2 separate regions of the Ovis aries genome follow, and region 2 is linked to region 1. A link is a contact called in public Hi-C data. All regions are on one chromosome and are shown on one strand. The core of a region is the stretch at or near the end of the contact, and the rest is flanking DNA. Distances in the headings are between cores, read along the strand shown. Region 1 overlaps EBPL (EBP like). Region 2 holds the start of LOC132657287 (craniofacial development protein 2-like).

Evidence for each region. Hi-C and Micro-C count contacts between places; a contact is called where the count stands out from the background.
Region 2: a contact with region 1 is called in a Hi-C map of muscle, with 5 times the contacts expected there. The contact joins the promoter of LOC132657287 here to the enhancer-like site in region 1. A contact is called at or near these places in 12 of 16 Hi-C or Micro-C datasets (blood, hypothalamus, liver and 5 more).

The regions. Positions count from the first base shown.
Region 1 is chr10:19,522,090-19,527,230 of ARS-UI_Ramb_v3.0, reverse strand. EBPL (EBP like) reads left to right here. Exons shown (of 4, transcript XM_004012081.6): 4 at 1-120. Among named protein-coding and RNA genes, the nearest start is that of ARL11, 14 kb to the right of the region's middle. Within about 2 kb of position 1,475, at least 2 of the 54 cell types and tissues checked have an H3K27ac peak or open chromatin away from gene starts, as enhancers often do. A contact at or near this core is called in muscle, where this site is marked.
Region 2 is chr10:19,666,716-19,671,363 of ARS-UI_Ramb_v3.0, reverse strand. It overlaps LOC132657287 (craniofacial development protein 2-like), which reads left to right and starts at 2,387. Exons shown (of 2, transcript XM_060394361.1): 1 at 2,387-4,648. KPNA3 (karyopherin subunit alpha 3) reads left to right here and starts at 1,745. Exons shown (of 17, transcript XM_015098074.3): 1 at 1,745-1,845. The coding sequence starts at 1,777.

The sequences.
Region 1 (5,141 bases), core at 226-2,725:
GTACATTTTTGATCATCTGGGTCTATTCATTATACTTGAGGAGCCTCTCAATTTCATTGTTCTGTGTTTGCTGATGATGCATTTTAGTTAAAAAAATAAATATTCTGTCTTGGCCTCTCATTTCTGATTTGCTGTTTTGTGCTAAAAGGAACCGGGCACAGATTTTTGGCATTTCTTGGTTACATTCTGGGAGTCAGACTGCTTTTGGTCCCAGGGGTGCTGGAGGTGGGATCTAATCACTAAGAACTGGAAGCAGGGTCTCACCCAGTTGAGTTGCAGGAATTGAGTGGGTCTCATGGGCTTCTGAGCGCCCACAATTTGAGCTGTCTCGGTAAAGTCATTGCCTGTAGGGAGATAGGACCGCAAATTCATGCTCCCCGCAACAGCGACATCTGGCGGCCGTGGGGTAATTTGAGCGGCTGATCTGTGGGTTCTGATGGGATGCCCCGATTATATTTATAATAGTAAAGCAATTGTCACTGTGGAAGCCACTGCCCTTTCCTGGGGAACCCCGTTTCCTCCCATGACACACCCACCTCTAACCACCCCACACCCAGGATGCACCTGCAGCAGCTTCCTGCCTCCTGGGGGCCCCTCTCCTCCTAGCCCCACTGGCTGCCTGGGTGCAAAGAAGTAGACTTGGGCCATCTGGCAAGGGTCAGCCACCAGCGGCCACGGTAGGTAGGGCAGGCCTGGCCTGCATTCTGGAGCTTGCAGGCCAGTGATTTACTGCCCGCTTGGGCATCAGGTGGCTGGGGTATTTTTAGTGTCCCACTCTGGAAAGTGTCAGTAGTTCACTAGCCCGAAGTTCTGTTCTGTGCAGAAAGGGTTCTGTGATCATGATCGAAACCTGTATCCTCTCATTCTGCCTGCCTTTTCTTGTCGTTCAGCCACTCAGTCGTGTCTGACTCTTTGTGACCCCATGGACTGCAGCACGCCGGGCTTCCCTGTCCTTCACCATCTCCCGGAGCTTGCTCAAGCTCATGTCCATTGAGTCGGTGATGCCATCCAACCATCTCATCCTCTGTCGTCCCCTTCTCCTCCTGCCCTCAATATTTCCCAGCATCAGGGTCTTTTCCAATGAGTCGGCTCTTCACATCAGGTGGCCAAAGTATTGGAGCTTCAGCATCAGTCCGTCCAATGAATATTCAGGGTTGATTTCCTTCAGGATGGACTGGTTTGATCTCCGTGTAGTCCAAGGGACTCTCAAGAGTCTTCTCCAACACCACAGTTCTTGCTTTAGAGTCTGGCTATTCCTGTCATCATATTAAGGGCTTTGAGATGTCCTGCAGTGGAGAAACCTGTGTAATTCCATTAAACCTAGCACCTCCCAAGCTTGTTGGACCACAGAACCCTCTTTTCAGGCCAACAGCCCTTCACAACCTTTGGAACCGGTGGTTCACAGACCCAGGCTTGGGGAGTGCTGGCCCACATGCCACAGCCACGTTGTGAGAGCTGCCAGCTGCCTCGACTCGTGGCTGCATCTGCACCCCAGATGGCATCTCCTTGGACGCCAGTTGCTCCCAAAAGTGAACCTGAGCTCATCGTGAGTCAGTCCCGCCTGGACCATTGCCCCAGTCCTAATCCCTCTCCACGCTGGCTCTCCAACACCTCCCGGCCTGCCTGGTAGCCGAACCATTGGGAGGCAGCAGGGGAGAGAGGGGCCCCCCATGCCTCCACATCTGTTGCAATCCTCTTCCTCGTGCTCCCCTCCCCGCCCCCGCCCCAGATCAGCACCCAGAGGGTGCTGCTTGCTTTGAGGCCAGGAGCCCCTTAGACAGCAATCTTCTTGCTTTCTCTTGCTTTCTGCCTTCTGAGTTCTCATCCTGTGTTCCCCAGCATCTGCTTGGATTGCCCTGGGCCTGGGAAAGAAAGTGAAAGTGTTAGCCGCTCAGTCACATCTGACTCTTTGTGACCCCACGGACTGTAGCCAGCCAGGCTCCTCTGTCCATGGGGATTTTCCAGGCAAGAATACTGGAGTGGGTTGCCATTCCCTTCTCCAGGGGATCTTCCCCACCCAGGGATCAAACCTGGGTCTCCTGCATTGTGGGCAGATACTTTACTGTCTGAGCCACCAGGGAAGCCCCTGGGCCTGGGAGGAAACTTTTATTAAGTGAATCAGTCCCACAGTCCTGACTTGGAAGACTTCAGCCCTGGCTACCCTGGCTGGCATTCTGAGAATGTATTACCTCTTTTTTTTCCCCATTAAATCCAAGCAAGATGTGAACCACAGCCTTTGAATCTGTGAACTGGTCCTTCATCCCTGGTTTCCCTCCTCTTCACATCCCCAGACCCCCACGTTTTTGGTTGAGTCTCTCCCACTTGGCAGCCCCATTCCAAGCAGAGATGGTTCTGCAGGAAGAGCGAAGGTGGTTTGTTACAGGACTGAGTGCAATTAAATCCCAGAGGTCCTGCCAGCTGAGGTGCACTCCCCCTCAGCTGCATGCTGTCTTCTTCCTCTCTGCTTTGATCAACATTGTATAGGAATCTCTAAGTCCATTCCAGAATCTCTGGCTTCCAGAACCCATTGCCTGCTCTCCATTCTTAACTAAAACCTGCTCTCAGCATAGCATATAATCCGTATGTTCACATTAAGTTAGAATCAACTGAACACCCACAAGATGGAAGAGAGTTTTATGGCCCGGGACGACTCCTGGGAGCACGTGAAATTGGAAAACCAAGGAATCTTAAGAATTCCAAGAAGCAGTTTCACACAAAACTGAGAAGTAGCCATTACCACTGCATTTTCCCTCTCAACATCCATACGCCCCTGGCGTGACCATGTTCATGTCAGACTGTCCTCTGTACAAATGTCAAAGCACACGCCAAGTTTGTAGGACATTTGCCATCCACCACCCCTGTCTGAGGTTAGTTCTTTTCTTAACTCGTAAATGATTCAAGACTCAAGCTCTTTTTATGATTCAACCTTGGGATCCCACCCTAGAGCATTATTTTATAAACCAGTGAAATCATGGTATAAAACTATAGATAGGTGGTTTCCACCATTTAGTGCCTGTATTAGTCACCTAGCACTGCGGGGGAAAGACACACCATCTTCTCAGTGGCATGCAGTGGTAAGCATTGTGTTTGGAGCCCTGTGGGGGACCGGGATCTGGATGATCCCGACTGGCCTCAGCTGGCCATCTCCGCTTGGGCTGCCGTGGCTTCAGGTCTCTGGACTACTTAGTAGGCTTTTGTTTGTTTTAAAATTATTTTGTCTTTGGCTGTGCTGGGTCTTTGCTGCTATGCTCAGGCTTTCTTCCAGTTGCAGTGGGCAGGGGGTACTCTCTGGCTGTGGTGCGAGGGTTTCTCATTGCGGTGGCTTCTCTTGATGCAGAGCATGGGCTCGAGGGCGCAGGCTTAGGAGTCGTGGTTCATGGGCTTAGTTGCCGCTTGTCTTGTGGGATCCTCCCGGAGCAGGGATCGAACCCACATCCCCTGCGCTGGCAGGTGGACTCTTAACCACCAGGGAAGTCCTTGGCGGTTTTGCTCTCATGCCTCTCCTCCTCTCCTCCTCGGACAGCAGGCCAGCTGAAGCTTGTTCTTCTGATGGCAGAGTCAGCAGAGGGAAACCCCCGCATGCAAACACTATTCAAACCCCTGCTTGTGTCTATCTGCTGACAGCCCACTGGCCAAAGAAAGTCACATGGTCAACCCCAGTGTCGACAAAAGGACCCTCCATCCACAATGAAGCCACAGCAAATGTGTGGATGGAGAAAGGAGTGAGGAATCGGGGCCAATAATACCACCGTGCTCGCTGGTGGCACACAAGACGATAAAGGGCTTCTTCGGCCAGTTGCTGCTAGCAGCGTTTTGTTGCAAAGGTGCTTCAAGGAGCCCAGCCAGTTCTGGGAAACTTCGGAAAGTTAAACAGCTCACAGGCTCCCTGTGGTCAGAGAACCAGGTGACCACCCTGCTAAATCCAAGTCAGCTTCTAGAGGGAGAGGGCAGCCCGGGAGGCCAGATGAAGAGGGAGCAGTCAGCAGAGGTGTAGAGAACAGAGCAGACAACCAAAGAACTCTTCCACAGCTCAAGGGTGCAAACCGCTATGCTCTGAGGCATTGATGCCAAGGAAAGCAGATGGCAGAGCCTCTGGGCCAGCCAGGTGAAGGCCAGCGCTAGCCGAAATATGGACAAGAAGGAATACCAAATAGGCAAGGTTGAGACCCTGACTCGAGCCCTATAGTTAGTTGGGTTTAGATGCTTAAATTAAGTGGCTGACTTTATTTGAGGGGGCTCCAAAATCACTGCAGATGGTGATTGCAGCCATGAAATTAAAAGACGCTTACTCCTTGGAAGGAAAGTTATGACCAACCTGGACAGCATATTAAAAAGCAGAAACATTACTTTGTCAACAAAGGTCTGTCTATCCAGATCATGTTCATTGGACAGCTGAAACTGAGTGAACTCCGGGAGATGGTGATGGACAGGGAGGCCTGGCCTGCTGCAGTCCATGGGGTCGCAAAGAGTCGGACACGACTGAGTGACTGGACTGAACTGAACTGAACTGAAGCAAAGTTATCCGTGATGTTCTGGTTGCTCTTGCCTTATTTATTATTTAAAATGTAGTTTTCATTTTTATAAAAATCATACAGGTGTCTAGTTTAAGAAGTGAAATAAAACCCAGAGGCCTGTAATGGGAAACAGAAGTCTCCTGCTTGGGGCTTCCCTAGTGGCTCAGACAGTAAAGAATCTGCCTACAATGCAGGAGACTAGGGTTCGATCCCTGGGTTGGGAAGATCCCCTGGAGGAGGGCATGGCAACCCACTCCAGTATTCTGGCCTGGAGAATCCCATGGACAGAGGAGCCTGGCGGGCTCACATGTGACTGAGCCTCTAACACACACATAGTCTCCCTGCTGCTGCTGCTGCTGCTGCGTTGCTTCAGTCGTGTCCGACTCTGTGCGACCCCATAGACGGCAGCCCACGAGGTTCCCCTGTCCCTGGGATTCTCCAGAAAAGAACACTGGAGTGGGTTGCCATTTCCTTCTCCAATGCATGAAAGTGAAAAGTGAAAGTGAAGTCGCTCAGTCATGTCCGACTCTTCACGACCCCATGGACTGCAGCCTACCAGGCTCCTCCATCCATGGGATTTTCCAGGCAAGAGTACTGGAGTGGGGTGCCAGTGCCTTCTCCGATACC
Region 2 (4,648 bases), core at 1,138-3,637, 140 kb before region 1:
GCCCCCAATCCCTCCCAGCATCAGGGTCTTTTCCAATGAGTCAACTCTTCGCATGTGGTGGCTAAACTATTGGAGTTTCAGCTTTAGCATCATTCCTTCCAGAAAAATATCTATTTCTGCTTTATTGACTATGCCAAAGCCTTTGACTGTGTGGATCACAATAAACTGTGGAAAATTCTGAAAGAGATGGGAATACAGACCACCTGACCTGCCTCTTGAGAAACCTCTATGCAGGTCAGGAAGCAACAGTTAGAACTGGACATGGAACAACAGACTGGTTCCAGATAGGAAAAGGAGTATGTCAAGGCTGTATATTGTCACCCTGCTTATTTAACTTCTATGCAGAGTACATCATGAGAAACGCTGGGCTGGAAGAAGCACAAGCTGGAATCAAGATTGCCAGGAGAAATATCAATAACCTCAGATATGCAGATGACACCACCCTTATGGCAGAAAGTGAAGAGGAACTAAAAGCCTCTTGATGAAAGTGAAAGAGGAGAGTGAAAAAGTTGGCTTAAAGCTCAACATTCAGAAAACGAAGATCATGGCATCTGGTCCCATCACTCATGGGAAATAGATGGGAAACAGTGGAAACAGTGTCAGACTTTATTTTGGGGGGCTCCAAAATCACTGCAGATGGTGATTGCAGCCATGAAATTAAAAGACGACTCCTTGGAAGGAAAGTTATGAGGTATTAGGGATACATGAATACAGGAACTGCCAGGGTGGAGGTTGCAGAACGGAGCCTGGGACGATGGTGAAAAAACAGACGCTAGAGCGCTAATCAGTTCAAGTATTTATTGGTTATTCATGACGTGCCAGGCACTGTATTAACAAAGGGCTTCAGCAATAGACCCACCACTGTCGCTACTTTTACTGCGCTAATTCCAATGCGGCAAACCAGGTAACACACACACATAAACACACATATAACATACATATGTATGTGTAACGTGGAGATAAATGCTAATTATAAAACCAAAGCAGAGCAAGGGAACAGCAAGTGAAGGTGGGTGCTGTCTTAGGTGACCCCGGCCAAACAAGCAAAGGAGCAAAGCAGGAACCATGGATCCGTTTCTAATTTTCTTGGAAGCCTCCTTCGAAGTCCCGCCCCCCTCCCTCCCAATAGGCGCAAGAGCCGTCTCCTGGGAAGCTCCTCCCACAGTCCCGCCCAGAGGCGGTCTTGGGGGCGGAGCCCCGCGCCCAGGCTCTCCGAGCGCCCCGCGCAGAAAGCCGCGCGCTTAGGGTTCCCGGCATTCTCTGGGTGCTTTGCAGGCTGAGAAAATTACCCCCGCCGAAGAATGGCATGCTGGGAACTGTAGTTTCCGGCCGCAGCCCCGGGTCTGAACGGGCAGTAAAAAGCCGCCAAGTCTGGCTCCATTCCTGGCACAGGACTGGAAGCTCCGAAGGGTTGTAGGAAGGGCTCTCTGGAGGGTGAGAGAGTCGGGGGGTGGGGGTCACTCCGAGAACCGTCAGGCGCGTCCAGCCGGCTGAGCATCCAGGCCGGAGGCCGTCACGTGACTCCAGCCCCCTCCGGCGCCCGCGGCTCTCTTCAGCGCTGTTCCCGCCCCGCCCCGCCCCTCGCGTCCATCGGCCCGAGCTTCCCCCGGCGCTGCTGCCACCTCGCGCTCGGAGGCGTCACGGAACGTGCTCGCCTCTCCCCCTCCCCCGCCCTTCCCCTCTCCCGCCCTCCCCCACCTACCCCTCCCTCGCCAAGACTCGCCGCCGCCGCCGCCGCAGCCGCAGGAGTAGCCGCCGCCAGAGCCGCGCGCAGCCATGGCCGAGAACCCCGGCTTGGAGAACCACCGCATCAAGAGCTTCAAGAATAAGGGCCGAGATGTGGAGGTGAGTGTGCTTCCGCGGCGGGGGGCCCAACCGGCTCGCCCTCCCGGTCGCGCCGGCCCTGAGGCGGCGAGGAGGGGCGGGGGGCCGGCGCGACCGGGCTGGTTCTCGCCGGCCCGCGATGGGTCGGAGTTGGCCGCCGCCTCCCGTCCCTGCGGCCGGGCGGCGGGAGGCGGGTGGCGGTCCGGGCTGCAGCCGCCAGCGGCGGCTGCCCGGTGCGGAGACCGGGAAATGCCGGGGTTTTCGGCCCCGTCACGCGGGCGCGGCCTGCTGTCGGCGAGGAAGAGGTGTGGAGCTGAGGCGGGGTCCGCGGGCCGGGGCCTCGCGCGCCGGGGATGCTGCGGCCGCGGTCTTTCGACCGCCACGCTGAGGGGGCGGCGCGGCTCTCGCCCGGCTCGCGGTGCAGCCTCCCGCCCGGCACGGCCCCCTCAGCGCCTCCCGCGCTGCCGCACATGGAGCCTCGGCTCCGCCGGTCCCCGCGCCTACCTTCGGCGAGCCGGGCCCAGGCGGGCGGTGGCGGCCCGCAGAGGGGGGTGGGGACCAGCTGGGTAACCGACTTGTTTGAGGGTGGCGGATGGGGGAGGGTAGGATGCGCCAGGACCATTTTCTTATAACCCGGTGCGGTTCCCCGGAGCAGTCGTGCTGAGCTTCTCCCAGCTTGTACTCTCGTTAACCGCTGGCATTTGGAGCAAGCCGAAGGTGGACAATAGTTTCCCGTCTATTGTGTGGAGGGCTTTGGAAGAGACGTTGTTCCGACCTCCGCTCCCAGGACCTGTTTTCTTAGCCTTTTCTTGTAGCGGAGGGGGTGTGCATAGAAGGATCATTCCTTTGACACGTTGTACTGAAATAAAGAGGCTTGGAGGGCCTCTTGCTGTAAGCTGGTAGAATGTCCAAGTGGTTGCAAAACTGTAAACATTCATCGCGGTCACTCAGTTCGTTGCTACTCAGCATGTTGCCATTGTCTCATTAAGGTGACATTAGCAGGTACTGTTTGCAAACTCGGCTTCTGCAGGCAGCGCTAGAGGTCTCTCTGCAGCTACTGAACGCCGTGTAGTGTGGTGCAGAAACTTCCCTGGGACTCTGACCTCTGGATTTGCTAGGGGGAAGGTGTTTCAGGTCCACAGCCTCCTTTTCTAATACCAGGTGACATAATTTGCAGTTTTGTTATTCTTGCTCAGAGGCCAGTGTGACTTAAGAAAGTGTGCATTTTGTCCTGTCTTAAAGAGAGAAGGTGGTGGTGGTGGGGATATGCCATTCAACGTTCTGTTTTCTAGAAAAACAGAAAACTCAGGCTATTTTTCGGAGCTGCCAAATTAAATACTAATTAGGAAATACGTGGAATTCCCATTTGACTGAGACAAATTAAGGTCATCTATGTCTGTCGTGGTCATGGTTAAGCTTCTTTTATGAGAAATACTTTTAAGTAAAAGTGAAACTTAGGAATAGCAACAAGAAATTTGCGGACTGCCTCTGATTTTTGGTCCACTTGATGATAGAAGTTAATTTTGAACTTTTCCCATCAGTATTTGTTCTTGAAGCTTACACCAGTTATAAAGCAAAGCTTAATGTAGTTTGAAACATTCTGGTATTGTTTGTATCGAAGTAATTAACAATCTTTCTGCTTCTGGGTGTTGGTACAGGTTTTTGTCTTTTTTTTTTTTTTTTTTTTTTTGCCTCTGTTGTGTTCTGGGAACTCAGTGATAACCTAGAAAGGACTCCTGCACATAATAGGCACACGTAAATGCCTGCTGATGATCAGACGGTAACCAGTAACTTCTAGATGCATGAAAAAGATGACTGGTTGCTAACTAAGCCTTCCAGCCTGAAAGTATTGATCACAGCATTACGATTCCCAGGATACAGGAAGGAATCTAAGGCATGAAGTAGCAGACATTGAAATGGTAGTTCCACATGGCAGGCACTTTACTAAGAGCTTCATTGATAACCGCTTTTAGTTCTTAGGACAACTTTGTGAGCAAGGTGTAGCATTATCCCCACTTTACAGAAGGAAAGTACTTAAGATGAGAAGCTCAGGACTGCTTGTACAGGCTGCACAAGGTCATGGAGTGGGTGTGAGCATTCACTCATTGTCTGTTGGGTATATAAGGTTGCTCAGTCTGTACCTGGAGGAGTTTACTTTTATAGTTCAGTAGGAGTGTAGGAAAGTAAACTGATCACTACAGTGCAGTGACATCAATAAGTGTATGCTGAGAATGCATGAGGAGATCCTGACTTGGAGCTGAGCAGTCAAGGGAGATGTTCTGGTTGATTCCTAGTGGATGAATGGGAATGAGTAGATCCTGAAGGATGCAAGGAAGTTGGGAGAGGGAGAGGGCAAGGAAGGGGCATTTCAGACGTGAGGGAGCAGTAACCAAAGAGTCCTGAGAATGTAGGGCTCTTTAGTTACCACTGTAGCTGGACTGCTAAGAGAGAGGGATGCTAGAAATGTGACTAAAGGGTGAACTGGGGTCAGATCTGCTCAAGTGCCTTTATTGTGGAATTTGGTATAACTGACACTAGACACCTTATCTAGTTTAGTCTTATCCTTTTTAGAAACTATTATACTAGAAACTTAGGTTGCAACTTAGCTCTGTGACTAAATAGTAGTGATTATCAGTCTGTTAAAAAAACAGTGAAATATACTTTGCTGAGCTATCAATCATTCCTGTCTTTTCTCCTACAGAACAGATAAAAAATAAAAACATTACAGATTATATAGCCAGCCAATACACAAGATGCTAGGTGTAAGAATAAAACACATAGTTTCTAAAAAAAAAAAAAAAAAAGTGTGGAGTTATGCCAGGGA